3 separate regions of the Danio rerio genome follow, and regions 1 and 3 are each linked to region 2. The links are chromatin contacts, called in public Hi-C and HiChIP or PLAC-seq maps. All regions are on one chromosome and are shown on one strand. The core of a region is the stretch at or near the end of the contact, and the rest is flanking DNA. Distances in the headings are between cores, read along the strand shown. Region 1 holds the start of nfx1 (nuclear transcription factor, X-box binding 1). Region 2 holds the start of arl8 (ADP-ribosylation factor-like 8). Region 3 holds the start of zgc:92818.

The links. Hi-C and Micro-C count contacts between places; a contact is called where the count stands out from the background. HiChIP or PLAC-seq counts read pairs in DNA pulled down with a chosen protein or histone mark.
Region 1: a Hi-C map of hematopoietic stem cells shows a contact between it and region 2, with 2.5 times the contacts expected there. The contact joins the promoter of nfx1 here to the promoter of arl8 in region 2. A contact is called at or near these places in 2 of 18 Hi-C or Micro-C datasets (caudal fin and hematopoietic stem cells) and 2 of 4 datasets of contacts at active chromatin or transcription factors (caudal fin and embryo).
Region 3: a contact with region 2 is called in an H3K4me3 HiChIP or PLAC-seq map of gastrula embryo, with 2.6 times the contacts expected there. The contact joins the promoter of zgc:92818 here to the promoter of arl8 in region 2. A contact is called at or near these places in 5 of 18 Hi-C or Micro-C datasets (caudal fin, embryo, hematopoietic stem cells and 1 more) and 3 of 4 datasets of contacts at active chromatin or transcription factors (caudal fin, embryo and gastrula embryo).

The regions. Positions count from the first base shown.
Region 1 is chr7:41,859,633-41,863,425 of GRCz12tu, forward strand. nfx1 (nuclear transcription factor, X-box binding 1) reads right to left here and starts at 1,889. Exons shown (of 24, transcript XM_685467.11): 1 at 1,795-1,889; 2 at 374-1,270. The coding sequence starts at 1,816.
Region 2 is chr7:42,073,738-42,077,545 of GRCz12tu, forward strand. It overlaps arl8 (ADP-ribosylation factor-like 8), which reads right to left and starts at 1,329. Exons shown (of 6, transcript NM_199824.1): 1 at 1,023-1,329. The coding sequence starts at 1,068.
Region 3 is chr7:42,229,046-42,232,440 of GRCz12tu, forward strand. It overlaps zgc:92818, which reads right to left and starts at 2,119. Exons shown (of 4, transcript NM_001002512.2): 1 at 1,902-2,119; 2 at 1,023-1,116. The coding sequence starts at 1,967.

The DNA.
Region 1 (3,793 bases), core at 639-3,138, 210 kb before region 2:
CATGCTACATTTGTTATACATATCTAAAGTATTTTTGACATCAGCAATTCATGAATCAGCAAAAAAGTAATTTCTTATATTTAGAATTAATCAATTCACTAGTAACAATTACTTTCATGATATCAGAATTTAACATTGCCATTAGTGGCACACATCAAAAACAAACATTTTACTAGTAGCAATTCAATAGCTGACAATTACATTTCTGATATAAACAATGAAAGAAATCAATTCTTGATATCAACATTTAGATTTTAATGGCAGCCTATGGTGAAAATAAATTGCTGATGTAAAAAGTCAAACGGTATGCCACAGAGAATCTGTAGTTTAACAATCTGTAGTGCAGTAGTAACAAGCATGCAGATCACCTCACCTGTCTGTGTTTCTTTGCTTTTGGGAGGTTCTATGCGTTTCACCGGTCCTGTTCTTCGCTCAGGACCTCCACCTCTCTTAGGACCTGGATTCTGAAGTGGTGGCTGTTTTCCCCTCATTCCCCTTCTATTCCTGTTGGCCTCCTCGGGTCTCTCACCCTCCTCTTCAGCCCCTCTCCTCTCGTCCTCTTTCATCTGAACAGGTTCCCTCTCTCTCCAGTTACCCTCAATTCCATGGCTAGGGCCTGGTCCTTTCCTCCGGAAATTGGGCTGCATACGGTGTTCGCCACCCCTCCATCCCTTATGGTTCCTCTGCTCAGGCTCGGGGTGTTCATAAACAGCTACAGGCTTTGTGTCTTTTCCTGCAGCCTGGTTTTCTAGGTTTTCCTCCTGGTCTCTGGACATAGGCTCCTTCATCAACCTCTCAGCTCTTGCTTTATTGGGTTTCTTCCATCGGTTGTCTCGATAAGGCTCTCTTACATCGACTTCAAAGGTTGCTCTTTCTTTATTCTCCTCATCTGTTGATCTATTAGAAGTGGGTGTATTAGGTCGATCATGACCACGATCACTGACTGGTTTTATCCATCTCTGGCTCTGAAGTCGACGGTCAGTGTCACCATTACCTCGTCCTCCTCTTGGTCTTCCTCCTCTGCCTCTGCCTCTTAAGCCTCCTCTGAAGGCTGGTTCAGGAGAGGGTAATGCATTATCAGTAGGGTTTTCGAACTCATTGCCGCCATGATTAGCTGCATTGGATTGTCTAAGGTGATGGTGAGGCCTAACATGATTCGCCCTCCAGTCCTGATAGTGGTTTGACTGTCTGTAACTTCTTCTAGAGTCGGGCTGATTGAGTTTAGCCTTTGGAACAAACTCTGCAGACTCTGGATTCAACTTTGATGTGTCTAAAAGTGAAAATCAAACGGTTAGCATGTTTTTTTTTGCACTTTGACTTTTTTTTTTTTAGTGAAGCGTTACGTTATCTATACAGTCATGATTGTCTTACACGCACTGTACAGTCAGTGTGTGCTTACTGACTCAGCTATTTCTGCAACACGCTGTAACATCACATGACAAAGATAAAAGACATCACCTGTTTTCCAGTCGACTGCTACAAAATTAATCTACTAACGTTAGATATGAATATGATTTATACATTTAACGACACTCTTTCGTGCTTTTATCTTGTCACAGAATGACAAAACTACTTCCACTTCGTCATAATAGACTTGGTAACGTGACGATGATAAAATATAAATTGCTAAACGGCTAAGTAAATTCGGGTAACAAGTGATAAAACACATTTGTATTCTATTTTATTTTTGATATGGCTAGGTTAGAGGCTGTGTATATGGCCAGGATCATAAACACGCTCACTTCTTCACAGCTAACGTTAGCCGTTAAGAGGAAAACAGCCAATATCGCTTACCTGTAACTGAGGCTTCTGCCATTCAGCCGGAACTCGGGGCAATTTAGATGAGATTTCCTCAGATCTATTAAGCAAATAATAATAACCGAGAAGCCGATAAAAAGAGTAGGCCCTTGTTTATAAACTACACCGCCTGAGTTCTGCTAGTCGTTCTGAAACTGCTCGTCCAATCAGCGCTCGCTGACGGCAAGACACGTGACTGCAGCGTCACAGTTCTATGCAAATAATCTGAATACCTTATAGATTTTTTGGTCCCTTTCATATAATTATATTTTGCTTTTTGTACCTATTTTATTTAGAACAATAAAAATACTAGGTATGAAAGTAAATCTCTTTTTTAAATAACTGGTTTAATAAAAATATAATTTAGTTATTAAGCTCTCAGATGACTGTGGTTTATGGAGGATGAAACCTGCAAACACAATAAATAAATATATAAATAAATAGGCAAATATATAAATGAATTAAATAAATAAATACACAAATTCATGCATAAATTAAACAATAAACAAATAAATATGCAAATTAATAAATACACAAATTCCTGCAAAAATAAATAAATACATTCCTGCAAAAATAAAACAATAAAAATCATATATGCAAATAAATAAATACACAAATTCCTGCATAAATAAGTAAATAAATACACAAATCCTGCATGAATAAAACAATAAATAAATATGCAAATAAATAAATACACAAATTCCTGCATAATTAAAACAATAAATAAATATGCAAATACATAAATGAATTAATAAATAAATACACAAATTCACACATAAATAAATACACAAATAAATAAATGGGTAAATAAATAAATGAATAAATAAATAAATACACTAATTCATGCATTAACAAAACAATAAACAAATACACAAAGAAATAAAAAAATGAATGAATAAATACACAAATTCCAGCATAAATAAATAAATCAATAAATAACTAAATATACAAATAAACAAATAAATGTTAAATAAATCTGCAAATTCCTGTAAATACATGAATACATGATAGTGTGGTGTGAAAGTGGGAAAATCTACTTTCAGTTTAGCATTTTCTTATGCTCTCAACATCCAAGTAGTTTTTAAATTAATAATCTGCCCACACTATTTATATAATTTATTTATGCAGGATTTTGTGGATTAATTAATTAATTAATTAATTTCCATATTAATTAATTCATTGTTTTTGCAGGTTTTGTCCTCCATAGTGGTGTCCCTTTCTTAAATGAAACATTTATGCTTCGGTTTTCTTTTCCAGTTCCCCCCAAAGAATGTGCCATTGTTTTTGGTGCAATCCCTGTTTGTATACAGTACCTTTGGCCAAATCTGTCCCTAAAGGTTCTTTAGATTTTTTTCTTTTTGACAGCACATTTTTGTTGTCCAATCTCTTGCAGTTTTATGTCAAACACAGATATTCACTTAGTTATTAAAAGTTCTCTTTACCTGCTTGCAGTTTTTTGGAATAATATATTTGGTGACAGATTGGGAACAGTTTTGGTTTAAAAGTGTCTTACTCCTGGGCTTGTAAAGTGATATAATGTAAACTTTATAATAAAAAAATAATAGTTGGAAACATCATCAATTCATTATCATCATTATATATATATATATATATATATATATATATATATATATATATATATATATATATATATATATATATATATATATATATATATATATAATATTATATAATATATATAATATCATACAAATTATTTGAAGCACGTTTTTAATGGACCGTTCATTTTTTAAAATGTACCATGGAAAATGACTTATTTAATGTATGAACTATAGCAACATTAAGATTAACATTAACTGTTTAGCTAAATTAACATATACCATTACTCTTTGTTTCTGTGGAGCAGTTGTAAACCAAATTGACCCACAAACAATCCTTTGTATGTGGTTTTATGATCTTAAATGAGTTAATCACACACAAACAGTAGTTTTTCCAATAATATAACACAGCCTTTAAAAGAGAGCTAGAAATAACA
Region 2 (3,808 bases), core at 79-2,578:
AAATTTAAAGAAATGTTTTGATAATAATGTGTTACTAACATTATTTTTTTAAGATCTAATAAAAATGACATACTAAATAGCCCATCTCAGATCATCTGTAAAAACATTTAACTCCAATATATCAACAAAATGAAACGAGAGCTACTGATCCTGCTTGATCTAATGTTCAGATTTCAGTTCGGGAAATATTTGCAAACGTGAGTAATGTGTATGCTGAATCAGATAATGCCTCTTTTGAATATGTAAACATTTCAGACTTTTAATACACTACAAACAAGAGTGTTAGCTTATTTTTCTTAACCCTACTCACCTGTGGGTGATAGGTGCCCTAAAACCTTGTTATACTGCCAAAAATGACACTGTATGGCAACAAAATGACATTACAAAAAAAAGAAAAAAAAAGTGTGTACCATATGGTCACCAGGATTATTGCAGTGTTTCTGGACACTGTACATTTGCAGTACTGTAAAGTATTGCATGAACATAACATGTAGTGATCTCTTAATGCGTTTTATCAAAGTGACTGATAGCGTCATAATATAGTTACAAGAGCATTATCCTGATCAAAAAGGGTGAAGTTTGAGCTAGATATTGCTCAGAAATAACATAGAAGTATTACATAGCTATCCCAAGTCTGTTCCAACAAGTGGACAATACTCAATTTCTGTGAAATCATTTGAGAGACATTTAAAATGACCCATCTGTTACCTTCACCACTATCGCATCATCTTCTTGATGGTTTACTCTGGGCTAAGTTTACCGAGAGAAGATAACGGGGCACGAAAACGACAAACAGTTAATTTAGAAAGAAAAAAATAAATACAAATATTTTTAATACACAATGAGTGTTAAAGGTAAACGTGTCATTAGGAGCCTATGGCTTTGATACCATTAGCTCGACGCCTCGGATTTAAAACGAGCTTACTAGCATATTAACATTAGCTCAATGCGCCTGGATATCAACAATAATAACACCGGCAAAACCACTGGCTAAAAAAATCCGTCAGAACCCCATCTCTTACCTTGATTACAAAAGAAGCTCCATAGTTTGGCGAAGATTAGACCCATTTCTCTGGTGGGTGAGAGGCCGTGTCCAGCGAGGGCTAGTTTTGCGGAGAGGCCTACAGCAGCTGTCCGTGGAGCCGTTATTTCTTTATAAACCCGCTCTCGCCATGCGGTTAAGAGCACTCACCACACGCCTCTGCGTCTGTCCGAGCGTCCCTCTGTCTGTGTGTGTTCGCGGTGTTTTCACACAGGTAGGTTAAGATGAACAGCTCTTCTTTCGTGCGGTCAGATCAAGTGTGCGACAGACGCGAGTACGGCGGATACATCGTTAACCAAAACAAAAGCGTCTTCTTCACTTCCCAGATCACTCTGAGCTCATCAACATTTTCCTTAAAGACAAATTGCAAAACGCACACCGGCTCCACTTGTCTGGACACGGGTGTAAATGGTAAGACATAAGAGCTCATTGGAGTAAAATTGAGGCACACGGAGCTCACGGCAGCACGCTGCTGCTGCTGGATAAAAAATAAGCGATCACTCTCTCTGTTGTACACACATACACACACTCAAGAAACAAGCACACACACCACCATCCCCCATCAGTGTCAGGTTACACGTGTGAGGATCATGACGTGCACAGATCCAGCCCACAAGTGTCACATCCATACATTGCTTTGTGCTGAACATGAACCTACATTGAATATTCTGAATAGCAAACAAATTGTGATTATATCTTACTTTGACATATACTATAGCCTATATTACTGTAGTTGGTGTAGTAATACAACAACTAGTAATTTAAACAACCCAATATGTACCCAAAAAGTTTTCTACAACTCTATATTAAAACTTCAATAATCCAGTTTACCACAGAGTTTATTACAGTTTACAAGTTAATCATTTATGAAGTGATGTAGCATTTATTTGTGGGAAATGCTATAAAACACTTTACTGTAGTATGGCTTAACAAACACTAAATACTATCAAGATTCTATTATGTCATATTACTAAATAGTATTATAGTGGTTACAATATTAAAATCATTCATTCATTCATTTTCCTTCGTCTTAATCCCTTTATTTATCTGGGGTTACCACTGTGGAATGAACATATCCAGCATATGTTTTACACAGCAGATGCCCTTCCAGCTGCAATCCAGTACTGGAAAACACCCACATACACTATGAGGGAGCACCCAGAGGAAACCCATGCCTACATAAAGAGAAACTGCAAACTCCACACAGAAATGCCAACTGACAGCTGAGCCACCGTGTCACCCTATCGAAATCATTTGAGAAAGGTTTTACTTTAGCAGGTGTAATAAAGCCTTTCATTAAAAACTGTATTGCATATAAACTTAGACAAGTCATGTAGACAAGTTCACATTAATAAAAAAATGAAAAACCACAACACTCACAGAAACTGTAGAGATTTTAATCAATAAGGGAACCGGTCTTTCATATTTGTTTATCTTCTGTGTCGCCAGAACCACAAGTTCCTTCCTGCCTGTAGATCTTATTTGCTCAATAGTGTGAAATCTGTGAGATCTGATGTGAAATGGGGCCTTTATTCAGGTTAAGTGTTTGCTAATAAACTATTAAGAAAGTAGATAAGACATAAATAATCAAAACTCCTAGAAGCTTAATGCTCAGATTTCATGACAGGCCCTAAGCCAGGTGAAAGGGGTGGTTCTTTTTTCTTAAATGAAAGTTAAAAATTATTCACCTTGATAGTCTACAAAACAAACCACCATTATACAATAACTTGCCTTATTACTTTAACTTGCCAAGTTAACCTAATTAACTTAGTTAAGCCTTTAAATGTCACTTTAAGCTGTATAGAAGTGTCTTGAAAAATATCAACTCAAATATTATTTACTCTCATCATGGCAAAGATAAAATAAATCAGTTATTAGAGATGAGTTATTAAAACTATTATGATTAGAAATGTGTTGAAAAAGTCTTATCTCCGTTAAACTGAAATTGGGGGAAAAAATAAACAGGGGGCAGATAATTCAGGGGAGCTAATAATTCTGACTTAAACTCTATTGCTTTTTAATGATATTTAAAACAGGATTTTTGACAGGATTAGCTTGTCAGGTGGTCTTCATAACCATGCTTTGGATGAACCAAAAACATTTCCTAGACATTTAGAATAATGAGATATAAAAAAAAACCACATTTTTAAATACAAATAACATCATAAACCATTAGAGGAAAAGGGGAATCTGCTAGTTTTCAATTAAAAACTGTAGTCACTTCACTTACTTCAGATTATATGTTTTCTTGCACAGCTGGATGTTGCACAACTGATTAGCTGAAGTCAGAGTGACAGACTTAGGACTCTGAATTGTCGAAACGCCTTTTCGATGGGTTATTTTTACAATTTATGGTGGCATTCCAGTCAAAATAGGAAAATGAGCTCATGTTTGGACAATTTTTGGACCTTTGTCAGTGAGGGGTAGGTCTTTCAATCCACCTGAACCTTCCCTGGCTACGTGCCTGCTTGACATGTCAAAGAAAAACAATATATTAAAATAGACAAATAGATAAAAACAGTTAATAAGAACAGATAAAACAATCACTGTTTACAGTAATGTTCTATAGAAAGACTCGTAGGTAATAAACATGGCGTAAAGAGAAATACCAAATCTGCATGACAAACATATTTAGTGTCATATTTTTTATATTGTAAACATGGCCATTTTGTAACTAGACATTAATTCATGACATTCAGACTCACTAAAGCTTGTGTTGTAGATTTAGTCTAATATTGTTTCATATGTGGGTGTAGTCAGCTTCAT
Region 3 (3,395 bases), core at 869-3,368, 160 kb after region 2:
GAGAGGCTGTTTTCTACATTATACAATACAATACTTATGACTGACCTAAAACCTGATGTTGAATAATAGGTTTAAATGGCAGAAAATCTAATTAAAGTGTTCTTTTATAACCCCGAGATTACGTTTATAAAAATAGAGTCAGGGAACCTGTAAAATCGAAATGTGGCCACATTTCCAAAGTGTGTAATTACAATCCACACACTCATCACATTTCAACAAGATTATAACAACCCAAGATGGCCTCTTATCACATATAACATGCTTTTATTAGATATTTTCCACATTTGAGAAATCACTGCAAGTGTCTCTAGCATTAAAACACAAAGAAACGTTCGAACTTCCATCCAATATAATAATTTTCGCATTTTTCAAGAAGTCTAATAAATAAGACATAGAAATAAGTGGATTGAAATATTGTCACTTGCTATTAAATAACAGAACTGTGGCAGGAGGGAGTGAAGAAAGAAAGAAAGTGAGAGAGAGAGAGAGGCAGCAGGAACAAGCTTTTCAGACAGGAATTAGTTTGCCCTTCCCCCAATCCCTCTTAGCACTACTCATTCAAGCAAGCAAACAGCCGCCACTGCGCCACTCATTTCAGTATTCGCAACACATCTTGCTGACTGGAAACTTGCCTGCTATTTATTTCCATTCACCAGTCAAATGAGTCCAACACATATCAATATTAAAAAAGAAAGACTAAATAACATTTTATTATCAGCATGACTCAGAAGTGTAGCAAGAAAACACAGGCTGACTAATTTTAGGCCCTGTTCACACTTGATACTCAAAAGCATTTTTGTTTATCTGCATCAATGATCTCATTTTTAGTTGAAGAGAAAAGTTTACTTATAAATGTAAAATATTACATTACGCTGTAATAGTTTTGAACATCCCTTGCAGAGGAGTCCTTTTCCAGATCAATATTAAAATCAAGGCCATTCGAAAATAATTTAAAAGTACATCATTTGCATAGGAGTGGATGTGTGGGACTATGCCTGAAACATAAAAGCCATATAATTTACCCATTACTCCAGACCTCTCGTTTAATTTGGCATTGAGAAGCTTTCGACTGATGAAGACGTAGCCACAAGGACAGGATTTACAAGCCACAGGAATCTGTGAAAACAGAAAGAAAGAGCTTAGTATTCACTGCTAAAGTTTGTGTACAATAAATGACTAAATATTTCCCAACACTGGAAGAAGAGCACTCCATATTAAGTATTTAAAGAGGGGAAAATATGCTGTGCCTTATTAAGGCAACACTGATGTTTAATTTGGGGAAAACTGACATTGACTTTGAAGTAAACAGGAAACAATAGTTTTCTGCTTAGGTGCCAAAACACAAGAACAATGAGATTGAAAAATACAGGCTTATGAAATGATCTGCAGTGACCTGTTTGCTCAAGGACAGAATAAACATAGGTATATTTATAAAACTCTAATATTTCATGTTATCATCATTAGAAGAGGCTGAAGTCTTCAAACGATATCAAACACACGAGTAACTTAAACAGTTTAATCGCAGAGTCAAGCCTCCGTGATATTTAACGAGACCAACAGAGAGAGCATAAAAGCTATCCAGTTTCATTGTTTTAATTCAGTAAGGTGAATTATTTTACACAAATACACAATATTATCGCTTAACCACAATGGAGACAAAATTAGGTGGAATATTGCATGCAATACGATTAATAAAATCAACAATATCATTTCGATATAATGGACAAAATGTGAAAACGATATTTTACATCCCCTAGCAACGCTGTTTCTAGGTCACAAACGGCTAACAAATGACTAACCCTGACTGAATCACATAAGACACTAAAAATAACAATTAAGGGATTAAAAACTTAAGCAAAAACACAAATTTATGAATCATTCATTCTCAAAAAACACCTCACCTGTTGGTCACACTCCGGGCATGATTTGGTGGCCATTTTCACTTTTTTTACTTTGTTAGTAGACATGTTAATAACAACGATCTTCAGTAATATCCACAGACCTCGGCGACCGCACTGTAAAACTTCCAGCTGCACTAACGCACACAGAGAAGTGCAGCTGATCGGCTTCCCGGGAGCTCTGACCAGACACACAAACCGACCGACCATCAATCGCACAATACACACTGCGCATGCGCTCTCTGGAGCTCAGTTCAGTCCTCGGCTGGCAGTTCACGTGACTAGCAGTCAGCAATGAAACGGTTTTTATGATTTTTGCCTGCTCCCTCTCTATAGTTAAGTAATGTGCGTCATTAAGTTAAGGAAGTAAAACAGTTATGAGTGAGCGAAAGGTAATATTTTTCATGCCCAGATATTTTCTTTATGAATGCTGCACTCTCCGAGCATGCGCACTTCAGCACGACAGTCACATGGTGAAGAACAATAAGTGCTGATGTGGGAGAAACTGATATTATGCTGTTTGAGACAAACGGCCATCGCTTTCTAATGCTATGTCTGTGTAATAATGTATAACACTCTCAGATACATCTTTAAATAAACATTTCCTAGAATGTACTCTTTCTTATATAATATTCTAACAATATGTTGATATGTAACTGTATATGTGTGTGTGAAAGTCTAAGAGAGCATCAGATTGCATTTGTAATATCTACAAATCTGCCCTATACCACCCTTTAAACTCAGTGTTGTAATTGTTCCCTCACATCACAAACATTTCTGTATACAGTTGAACAGTCAGTGTCTCCTTTCTAAATAGCTTCAATTTAGCTTTTTCATTCATTCATTCATTCATTCATTCATTCATTCATTCATTCATTCATTCATTCATTCATTTTCTTGTCGGCTTAATCCCTTTATTAATCCGGGGTCACCACAGCGCAATGAACCGCCAACTTATCCAGCAAGTTTTTTTACGCAGTGGATGCCCTTCCAGCCGCAGCCCATCTCTGGGAAAAGCTTTTTCATTATTTGCACAATATCCTGGAATAAATATGACAAATATTACTTAAGCTAATGCATAATCTGAAAGACTGGTTGTGTGGGATGATTTTGGTTTTCATGCTGCTTATCAGATCTCTTTAACTCAGAAACAACAAACATTTCAGTGAGCAATATTTCCAACAGCCTGACAAACATCCCTGTCATAAAACAATAGCTTTGTTCAATAGTAATATTAATAGTAATATTATATATAATATATTATTTAATATATAATAGTAATATTTGGCTCTTGCAGGAGAATCTTTGACACAAATCTACTGTATAACATAAAACATTACATTGATTTAAAAGAATTTGTCACCCAAAATTACATTTTTAAACTTTTTACTTACTCTTTGGTCTTAATTTACAGCCATGCCATCCTAATAGAAGGTGACTTTTATTTTTAGTCAATCCAGTAATGAAGATTTATAGCTGAAACTTTGGTCCTGGCTT